Regions from separate parts of the Pan troglodytes genome. Here region 2 is linked to region 1. A link is a contact called in public Hi-C data. All regions are on one chromosome and are shown on one strand. Each heading gives the region's core, a stretch centred on a gene start, on an enhancer-like site or on the middle of the called end of the contact. The rest is flanking DNA. Distances are from core to core; before and after follow the strand shown.

Region 1 (4,853 bases), core at 1,852-4,351:
TGTCTCATCCTTGCTTTCAAATATTCCATCTCTTTAGCTGGGTGTGGTGGTGTGCACCTGTAGACCAAGCTACTCGGGAGGCTGAGGCAGGAGGATGGCTTGAGCCCTGAAGGTCGGGGCTGCAGTGAGTCGTGACTGTGCCACTGCTCTCCAGCCTTGGCAAAAAAAGGGAGACCCTGTATTAAAAAAACAACAACTAAAAATCAATCAAATATTCTCTTTCAGTCTCTGGACTACATTGTGTCTATCTGTATATATATTTTCATTTCTACTTTTAATCTCACTGACTTTTCAAGTGTGTCAGTATGTCAAATCTATTGTTTAGTCTTGTCTGTTTTTTTTTGTTTTTTTGTTTTTTTTTAGAGAGGAGGTCTTGCTATGTTGCCCAGGCTGCTCTCCAACTCCTGGGCTCAACCGATCCTCCCACCTCAGCCTAAAGAGCTACCTTAAGTAGTTAGGACTACTACAGGTTCACAGCACACCTTACCTGGCTATTTAGTCTTTTTGTTTGTTTTTGAGACGGAGTCTTGCTCTGTCACCAGGCTGGAGTGCAGTGGCGCCATCTCGGCTCACTGCAAGCTCCGCCTCCCGGGTTCACACCATTCTCCTGCCTGAGCCTTCCGAGTAGCTGGGACTACAGGCGCCCGCCACCATGCCCGGCTAATTTTTTGTATTTTTAGTAGAGACGGGGTTTCCCTGTACTAGCCAGGATGGTCTCGATCTCCTGACCTCATAATTCGCCCGCCTCAACCTCCCAAAGTGCTGGGATTACAGGCGTGAGCCATGGCGCCCAGTCTTTTTGTTTGTTTTTTTTGAGACGGAGTCTCACTCTGTTGCCCAGGCTGGAGTGCAGTGGCGCGATCTCGGCTCACTGCAATCTCCGCCTCCCGGGTTCACGCCATTCTCCTGCCTCAGCCTCGCGAGTAGCTGGGACTACAGGCGCCCGCCACCACGCCTGGCTAATTTTTTAGTATTTTTAGTAGAGATGGGGTTTCACCGTGTTAGCTAGGATGGTCTCGATCTCCTGACCTTGTGATCCGCCTGCCTTGGCGGATCCCAAAGTGCTGGGATTACAGGCCTGAGCCACCGCACCCGGCCTTTTTTTTTTTTTTTTTTTTTTTTTTTTTTTGACAGAGTTTTGCTCTGTCACCCAGGCTGGCCAGGCAATCTCGGTTCACTGCAGCCTTGACCCACGGGCTCAAGCAATCCTCAAAACTCAGATTCATGAGTAGCTGGGATTACAGTCACCCGTCACCATGTCTGGCTAATTTTTTTTTTTTTTTTTTTTTTTTTGAGACAGAATCTTGCTCTGTCACCCAGGCTGGAGTGCAGTGACGAGATCTTGACTCACTGCAACCTCTGTCTTCCAGGTTCAAGCGAATTCTCCTGCCTCGGCCTCATGAGTAGCTGGGATTACAGGTACCCACCACTATGCCCAGCTAATTTTTGTATTTTTAGTAGAGACGGGGTTTCACTATGTTGGTCAAGCTGGTCTCGAACTCTTGACCTCCGGTGAACCGCCCACCTCGGCCTCCCAAAGTGCTGGGATTACAGGCCTGAGCCGCCGTGCCCGGTCCACTTTTCTTTTCTTTTTTTTTTGAGACGGAGTTTCGCTCTTGTCGCCCAGGCTGCAGTGCAATGGTGCAATCTCGACTCACTGCAAGCTCCACTTCCCAAGTTCAAGTGATTCTCCTGCTTCAGCCTCCCAAGTAGCTGGGATTACAGGCGCCCGCCAACATGCCTGGCTAATTTTTGTATTTTTTTTTTTTTTAGTAGAAATCGGATTTCGCCATGTTGGCCAGGCTGGTCTCGAACGCCTGACCTCAGGTGATCCACCCGCCTCGGGCTCCCAAAGTGCTGGGATTATAGGCGTGAGCCACTGCGCCCGGCCCCACTTTCCTTTCTTTCTTTCTTTTTAGACGGAGTGTCGCTGTGTCGCCCAAGCTCTGGAGTGCAGTGGAGTGATCTCGGCTCACTGCAACCTCCGCATACGGGGTTCAAGCGATTCTCCTGCCTCAGCCTCCTAAGTAGCTGGAATTACAGGCGCACGCCAACACACCTGGCTAATTTTTTTGTATTTTTAGTAGAGATGGGGTTTCACTATGTTGGCCAGCTGGTCTTGAACTCCTGACCTCAGGTGAACCGCCCACCCTGGCCTCCCAAAGTGCTGGGATTACAGGCTTGAACTGCCGCGCCCAGCCTCTTTTTTTTTTTTTCTTTTTTAATTTAAATAGAGCCAGGGTCTTGCTCTGTCACCCAGGCTGGACTGCAGGGGCACGAACCCGGCTCACTGCACCCTCCACTTTCCTGGCTCAAGCGATCCTCCCGCCTCAGCCTCCTGAATAACTGGGACTACAAGCGTGCACCATCACAGTCAGTTAATTTTAAAAAAAAATTGTAGAGCTGAAGTCTCACCATTGCCCAGGCTGGTCTGGACCTCCTGGGCTCAAGCAATTCTCCTGCCTCAGCCTCCCAAAATGCTGAGTCAATTTTTTTTTTTTTTTTTTTTTTTTTGAGACAGAGTCTCACTGTCGCCCAGGCTGCAGTGCAGTGGCATGATTCCGGCTCACTGCAACCTCCACCTCCCGGGTTCAAGCGCTTCTCCTGCCTCAGCCTCCCGAGTAGCTGGGACTACAGGCGCCCGCCACCACGCCGGCTAATTTTTTTTGTATTTTTAGTAGAGACAGGGTTTCACCATTGGCTAGGCTGGTCTCGAACCCCTAACCTTGTGATCTGCCCACCTCGGCCTCCCAAAGTGCTGGGATTATAGGCGTGAGCCACTGTGCCCGGCCTCTGTTTTTTATCAAAAAAAAAAAAAAGTCTACTTCTGTGAGTGCATATGAATTTGGAAAAGTGTATACCACAATGTTAATAGCTATTCTCTTTGGTTGATGGGATTATGTTTTTAGTCTTTTATCGTCATCTGATTTATATGTTCTCTCTCTTTTCTTGCTCCAAGAGCATATATCACTTGCATAATAGATTTTGGGCGGGAAAAAAAGAAGAAGCGTTTCTAAAACGACAGCCCAAAATAAGTGACCCTGTACTGATAGAGCACGCAAGCTCAGAAGTTCCCGGCGGCGGTTTACTAGTGCGTGCGTGAGTCCCTCAGGCGGTCAGGCTCTGTGGTCAGATCCGCCAGTTCTTCAGGCACCGCCGAGGCCACCCCAGGCTCCCCGCGGGTCCTGGCGGGGGGCGGGTCCACGCCAGCCCGGAAGAGACGCAGCACCGCGCATGCTCCTTCTTTTCCAGCCCCGGTACCGGACCCTGCAGCCGCAGAGGTGAGTTTCTGTGGAGTTCGAGTTCCATCGGCTCCCATCCGGGCTATCCTGCCGCCTTAGCGGCTGCTCCTCCCCAGGATGCGGGCAGGGGGCCTCTCTCCCACTCCCCACACACCGATTTCTGAGTAGCGATAGGGGCTGGAGGCTTATTTTATGGGGTAGGGGGCCGCTGGTAGGCGAGGGTTGTCCGAGGGAGAGGGGGAGGATGAAGCCAGTGCGTGGCGGAGACTTGCCAGGTGAGACTAGCGAGACGGTGTCCCACCGACACGCTTTTTTCTTCGGAACAGGACTCCCCCGACTGCCTCCTTGCCTGGCACTGGAGCTCTAGTTTGGGGGAGAAGTGGTAGGTAGGAGACGAGGGTGCGAAGGCCTTAGCCCTTCGGTTTGGGGTCTGCCGCCTTCAAGAAGCCGGGGCTTTACCCCTCCGGGCCTTCCCTGCGTACCTTATGGTACAGCCGCGAGATTCCGCGCTGGGTACGGTCGCTGATGGCCTCCAGCTGCTCCCGATAATACAGGGTTTGCTCCTCTCCCCCCCCATTGACCTTTGTAATTGATGAGAACTTAAGGAAGTTTGGCGCGAATGTGCACCACTATCCTGGTTTTAACATACTGTCAACTTTTCCACCTGAATTGTGTTTGGGGGTGGGGACTGACGGAGCTGGCCTCTGCCGAATCTGTTTTGTGGAGTTGAGTCTTCCCACCAGCAGGTTGTCTACGGTTTTGTGTGGGTCACTTTAGGATCAAGAACTTGATTACCAGGCCCCGGCCTCGTTACTCAGAAGTGCTCTTGACAATCGTCTCATTCTTGCAGATGTTGATGCCTAAGAAGAACCGGATTGCCATTTATGAACTCCTTTTTAAGGAGGGAGTCATGGTGGCCAAGAAGGATGTCCACATGCCTAAGCACCCGGAGCTGGCAGACAAGAATGTGCCCAACCTTCATGTCATGAAGGCCATGCAGGTAGGAGGGTGAGGAGGAAGATGGGATGGATCTTCCTCCCCGGGATCCCATCCCGGGATGGGATGGAATGGGATGGAGGGATCTTCCCCTAAGGTTCAAGGCAAGTTCAAAAAGGGAGGTCAGGACTGCGGGGGCTGCTTGGTAACTTGAAGGGCTGGCTGGGACTGGAGACTTGCCTAGGATGATCCAAGCTTCTACTTAACGCCTTAACAGTAGTTTTCTACCTTACAGTCTCTCAAGTCCCGAGGCTACGTGAAGGAACAGTTTGCCTGGAGACATTTCTACTGGTACCTTACCAATGAGGGTATCCAGTATCTCCGTGATTACCTTCATCTGCCCCCGGAGATTGTGCCTGCCACCCTACGCCGTAGCCGTCCAGAGACTGGCAGGCCTCGGCCTAAAGGTATGGTTCCCAAACAAATGCCTTCAGATGGTTTCCAAACAAATGCCTTCAGCTATTTGAAGATAGTTTCTTTTGTGTAAGGGACAAAAGCATTCTTAGCTGATGTCAGCTTTAGAGGGCTCTGGCCTGCAGGCATTTGGTCAAGTGCTAGAACCTTTGTCCCATGGCTTGGGACTTGGAATAGAACTAGACTCAGTTCTTCAAGCCA
Region 2 (4,704 bases), core at 1,117-3,616, 180 kb before region 1:
TTAAAAGAAAATCTCCTTAAGGCCAGACATTTTAAAATCAGGGTCTCCATTTGCTTACTAAGTCCTCATTGTGTTCTCATGGCACATGATTCTACCTCCTTGGCTACTTCTCTGGGACATTTGGTGGTCCATTCTTCCTGTTGGTGCCAAAGATCATATGTCTGTGGGTAAAGATACTATGGCTTGGGAAATGGGACTGACTTAACCATAGCTTTAGTTCCCTGGGTATTTGGGTTCCCACGTTCCTGTTAGGTGTGAGTTTTTAAAGCTATACTAAAAGCTGGGTGTTCTCAGTCTGCTTTAACTTAAATTATGACCTTGAGCTCATCACTTTTACCTCTAGACTTCAGATTTTTTAAATCTAGAAAATGAAGCAGTTTCATTGGATGATCTCTTCCACTTGTGGTTTTATTATAACAGATGGTAAAGTATCTGGCTAGCAGCTAGTTCTTATCTCAGTAGTCAAGGCATTCTGGTAAGAATTGGGAATGGTCATTGTCTATGAAACAAGCTTATTAGGCCATCTTTACCTTTTCTTTACTTTTTCATTTGTTTGATTAAAAATAATACAGTAGGCAGGGGGTGAACGCATTCTGGAATATAAGGTCTAGAAGTGGTACAAGATGATTGAGATTGTACCACGTAGAAGTTGTATTTTGCTGTTCATGATGACCCATTGCAGCAGTAACTTAGGAGGGTCAGAACTGATATTTATTGTTGGTGTTTATAAATCAGTGGCTTCTCAAATGACTTTCCTTTTATAGCTACTATGTAGAATCTATGTACAGAGCTGAGCAATAGCCAACGCAAAGAGATGGGGAGGTGGCTTAAGTATGATAAGTTCTGGTGAGTCATACTAAAGACATTTTTGGCCAGTGCAGTGGCTTATGCCTGTAATCCCAATACTTGGAGAGGCTGAACCAGGAGGATCGCTTGAGCCCAGGAGTTTGCCAACCTGGGCAACATAGTGAGACCTCATCTCTACTAAAAATTTAATTAACAAAAAAAAAAGGACATCAAAAAGAAAGAAAGAAAGGAAAGGAGAGGGAAGGAGAGGGGGAGGGGGAGGGGGAAAGAAGTCTCACTGTGTTGCCCAGAATGGTCTCAAACTCCTGGGCTCAAGTGATCCTCGTTCCTCAACCACCCAGAGTGCTGGAATTACAGGTGCTAGCCACTGCACCCAGCCTAAAGATGCTTTAGTTCTAAAGGGAGAAAAGGGGTGGTGGTAGGTCATTAGTCTTATTTATGGATAACAGCTTTCAGAATAGCTTTTTCATAAGCGTTTAGCTTCCTGAGCTAAGAATGAAGCATATGACTGTAGCTTAGTAGCTGTGTGCCAAATCTATCATGTACTTACAAAAGAATTTATTTTTAAAACAGATGGGTGGTAGACAAGGAGGAGTAAAAGTACAGGTTGAGTATCCCTTATCTGAAATGCTTGAGACCAGAAGTGTTTCAGATTTTAGATTTTTTTGGATTTTTGAATATTTGCATTATATCAGTTCATCATCCCTAATCCAAAAATTCAAAATCTGAAATGATTCAATGAGCTTTTCTTTTGAGTGTCAGATTGGTGGTCAAAAAGTTTTGGATTTTCAAATTAGGAATACTCAGCCTGTATTGTAAGACAGGGCTTATCTGTTTGGGAAAAACAAATAGTAGAGTGAAGGAATGCTGTCTTGTGTTAGAAAGCTAGGATAGGAGAGCATGGAATGATTCTCCCTCAGGCTGCCTGCTATTGGATTGTCCCACTTCATTGGATTGATTTATGAGATTGAGCTTTGAACACAGGTCCTCTGACCCACTATTCCTGGCACTGTCCCAGATTTTCAAGGGAAGTGGCACACTACATGTGCGGTGTTAAGTCAAGAGGTTTAACTTTTATGTTGCTAGTTTACATGGGGATTTATATTTTCTTTTCTTTTTTTTCTTTTTCTTTTTCTTTTTTTTTTTTGAGACGGAGTCTTGCTCAGTTGCCCAGGCTGGAGTGCAGTGGCGTGATTTCAGCTCACTGCAAGCTCTGCCTCCTGGGTTCATGCCATTCTCCTGCCTCAGCCTCTTGAGTGGCTGGGACTATAGGAGCCCGCCACCATGCCTAGCTAATTTTTTTTTGTATTTTTAGTAGAGACGGGGTTTCACCCTGTTAGCCAGGATGGTCTCGATCTCCTGACCTCGTGATCCACCTGCCTCGGCCTCCCAAAGTGCTGGGATTACAGGCATGAGCCACCACGCCCGGCCATATTTTCTTTGATGATAAGTGTATCTGGAATGAATGTACATTCCTGTGAGTCATACTAGTGCTGCTGCTGGTGGCTTTAATTTCCTCTTCTTAGAGGAGAAAGAAATTGCTAATTCCAGGAGTGAACAGCAGATGTCACTGCATCTCCACTTACTAGGGCCTGACTCTTAGCTGTTTGGATACAACCAGTTCTTAATACAGCTCCCAAACCTCTTAAGTTTTTATGGTTGTATGATACTTTAAGATTCCCTTTTTTTTTTTTTTTTTTTTTGAGATAGGCTCTCACTCTGTCATCCAGGCTGGCTGTTTGGATACAACCAGTTCTTAATACAGCTTCCAAACCTCTAAGTTTTTATGGTTGTATGATACTTTAAGATTCCACCCCACCTTTTTTTTTTTTGAGATAGGCTCTTACTCTGTCATCCAGGCTGGAGTGCAGGGGCACGATCTCAGCTCACTACAACCTCCGCCTCCCAGGATCAAGCAATTCTCCCATCTCAGCCTCCCAAGTAGCCAGGACTACAGGCGTGCACCACCACATCCAGCTAATTTTTGTATTTTTAGTAGAGACAGGGTTTTGCCATGTTGGCCAGGCTAGTCTCGAACTCCTGACCTCAAGTGATCCACCCATCTCGGCCTCCCAAAGTGTTGGGATTACAGGCATGAGCCACCGTGCCCAGCCAGGCTGCCTTCTTTTGATATACAGCCCAAATTAAAAATTTAGAATAAACACAGCCTGAGAGAGTTTTCCTTAGTTTCCTTCACTGCTTGTTTTTAGTGTTTGTTCTAGGATTATATTATCTCTATTTCTAGGTAGCTAACTGATGGAATGCATTTGCCTTTTTCTATCAACCTTTCAACAGTTATTTAGGAGCCTAGACAGTTCTTCGTATTTGTGTTCAGTACGGTTCACACAGTTAAAAGCTTCTTGGCCTTTCTGTATTTTGCTTTTTGAAAACCTTCCAACAGGAATGTACGTGTCACTGTTCTCTGGAGTGAGGTGCTGAACATCAAAGGTTCAGGAACCGCTACTTTCTTTTTTTATTTGAACCCTTAGCTTTGGCACTTGAGCAAATCAAGAGCTGAACTATGACCAAATGTCCTATGGTACATCTATTTAAAAATACATTTATGGTTTAATTGTGGATAGGTGGTAGAGTTTCCCTCTATAGTCTTGTACTGCATAATGATGTTTTGGTCAGTGATGGTGGTCCCATAAAGTTATAATGGAGCTGAAAAATTCCTGTTACCTAGTGACACTGTAGCTTCCATAACATTGTAGTTTGTTTTTTAATGAATTTGGTGTAACTTAACTGCACAGTGTTTATGAAGTCTACATAGTGTTTAGTAATGTCCACATTCACTCACTGACTCACCCAGATCAACTTCCAGGCTTGAAAGCTCCATAGTAAGTTCCCTTGGCAGGTATATCATTTTTTATCTTTCATATAATATATTTTACTATTCTATGTTTAGCTATTTTTTTAAATTTTTTAATTTTTTTTTTGAGATGGAGTCTTGCTGTGTCAACTAGGCTAGAGTGCAGTGGCACAATCTCGGCTTCACCTCCCAGGCTCAAGCAATTCTCCTGCCTCAGCCTCCTGAGTAGCTGGGATTATAGGCACCCGCCACTATGCCCAGCTAGTTTTTTAATTTTCAGTAGAGACGGGGTTTCACTATGTTGGCCAGGCTGGTCTCGAACTTCTGACCTCAAGTGATCTTCCTGCCTCAGCCTCCCAGAGTGTTGGGATTACAGGCATGAGCCACCACCCACGGCTGTAATTTTTTTTTTTTTTTAAAAACAGGGTGGTGCTGTGTTGCCTGAGCTGGAGTGCATTGGTGTAATCACAGCTCACTGCAGCCTCTACCTCCTGGGCTCAAGCGATCCTCCCACCTCTGTCCCCCAAGTAGCTGGGACTACAGGCGAGCACCACCACGGCCAGCTAATTTTTAAGTTTTTGGTAGAGACAGAGTCTCCCTGTGTCACCCAGGATGGTCTCAAACTCCTGGTCTGAAGTGATCCTCTTGCCTAGACCTCCCAGAATGCCCAGGATTACAGACATGAAATCTGGCCTGGCCTTAGATACGTTTAGATACACATATACTTACTGTTGTATTACAGTTGCCTACAGTATTCAATAAAGTAACAGTACAGTAACATGCTATAGAGATTTGTAGCCTAAGAGCAATAGGCTATACCATATAGCCTAGGTGTGTAGTAGGCTCTACTATCTAGGTTTGTACACTCTATGATGTTCACACAGTGATAAATTGCCTAATGATACATTTCTCAGAACATATCTTCTTCATTAAGCAATGCATGACTGTATGACAGAAAAGCAAAGCAGGTGTTAAATTGGGTATTTTAGAAAGTCTGAGGCATGCCAAATTCTTGGTGTCTTTTGGTCAAATAGATTGAGAAGATAGCCAGGGTGATAGTATCTTCCATTTTGTCTAGATAAATG

What was found. Hi-C and Micro-C count contacts between places; a contact is called where the count stands out from the background.
Region 2: a contact with region 1 is called in a Hi-C map of stem cell-derived neural progenitor cells, with 2.4 times the contacts expected there. The contact joins the enhancer-like site here to the promoter of RPS10 in region 1. A contact is called at or near these places in 1 of 7 Hi-C or Micro-C datasets (stem cell-derived neural progenitor cells) and 1 of 1 datasets of contacts at active chromatin or transcription factors (stem cell-derived excitatory neurons).

Annotation. Positions count from the first base shown.
Region 1 is chr5:40,297,911-40,302,763 of NHGRI_mPanTro3-v2.0_pri, reverse strand. RPS10 (ribosomal protein S10) reads left to right here and starts at 3,101. Exons shown (of 6, transcript XM_016955271.4): 1 at 3,101-3,281; 2 at 4,093-4,242; 3 at 4,474-4,645. The coding sequence starts at 4,093.
Region 2 is chr5:40,481,718-40,486,421 of NHGRI_mPanTro3-v2.0_pri, reverse strand. The region is part of intron 3 of ILRUN (inflammation and lipid regulator with UBA-like and NBR1-like domains); the gene reads left to right. Among named protein-coding and RNA genes, the nearest start is that of SPDEF, 64 kb to the right of the region's middle. Within about 2 kb of position 2,366, at least 3 of the 24 cell types and tissues checked have an H3K27ac peak or open chromatin away from gene starts, as enhancers often do. A contact at or near this core is called in stem cell-derived neural progenitor cells, where this site is marked.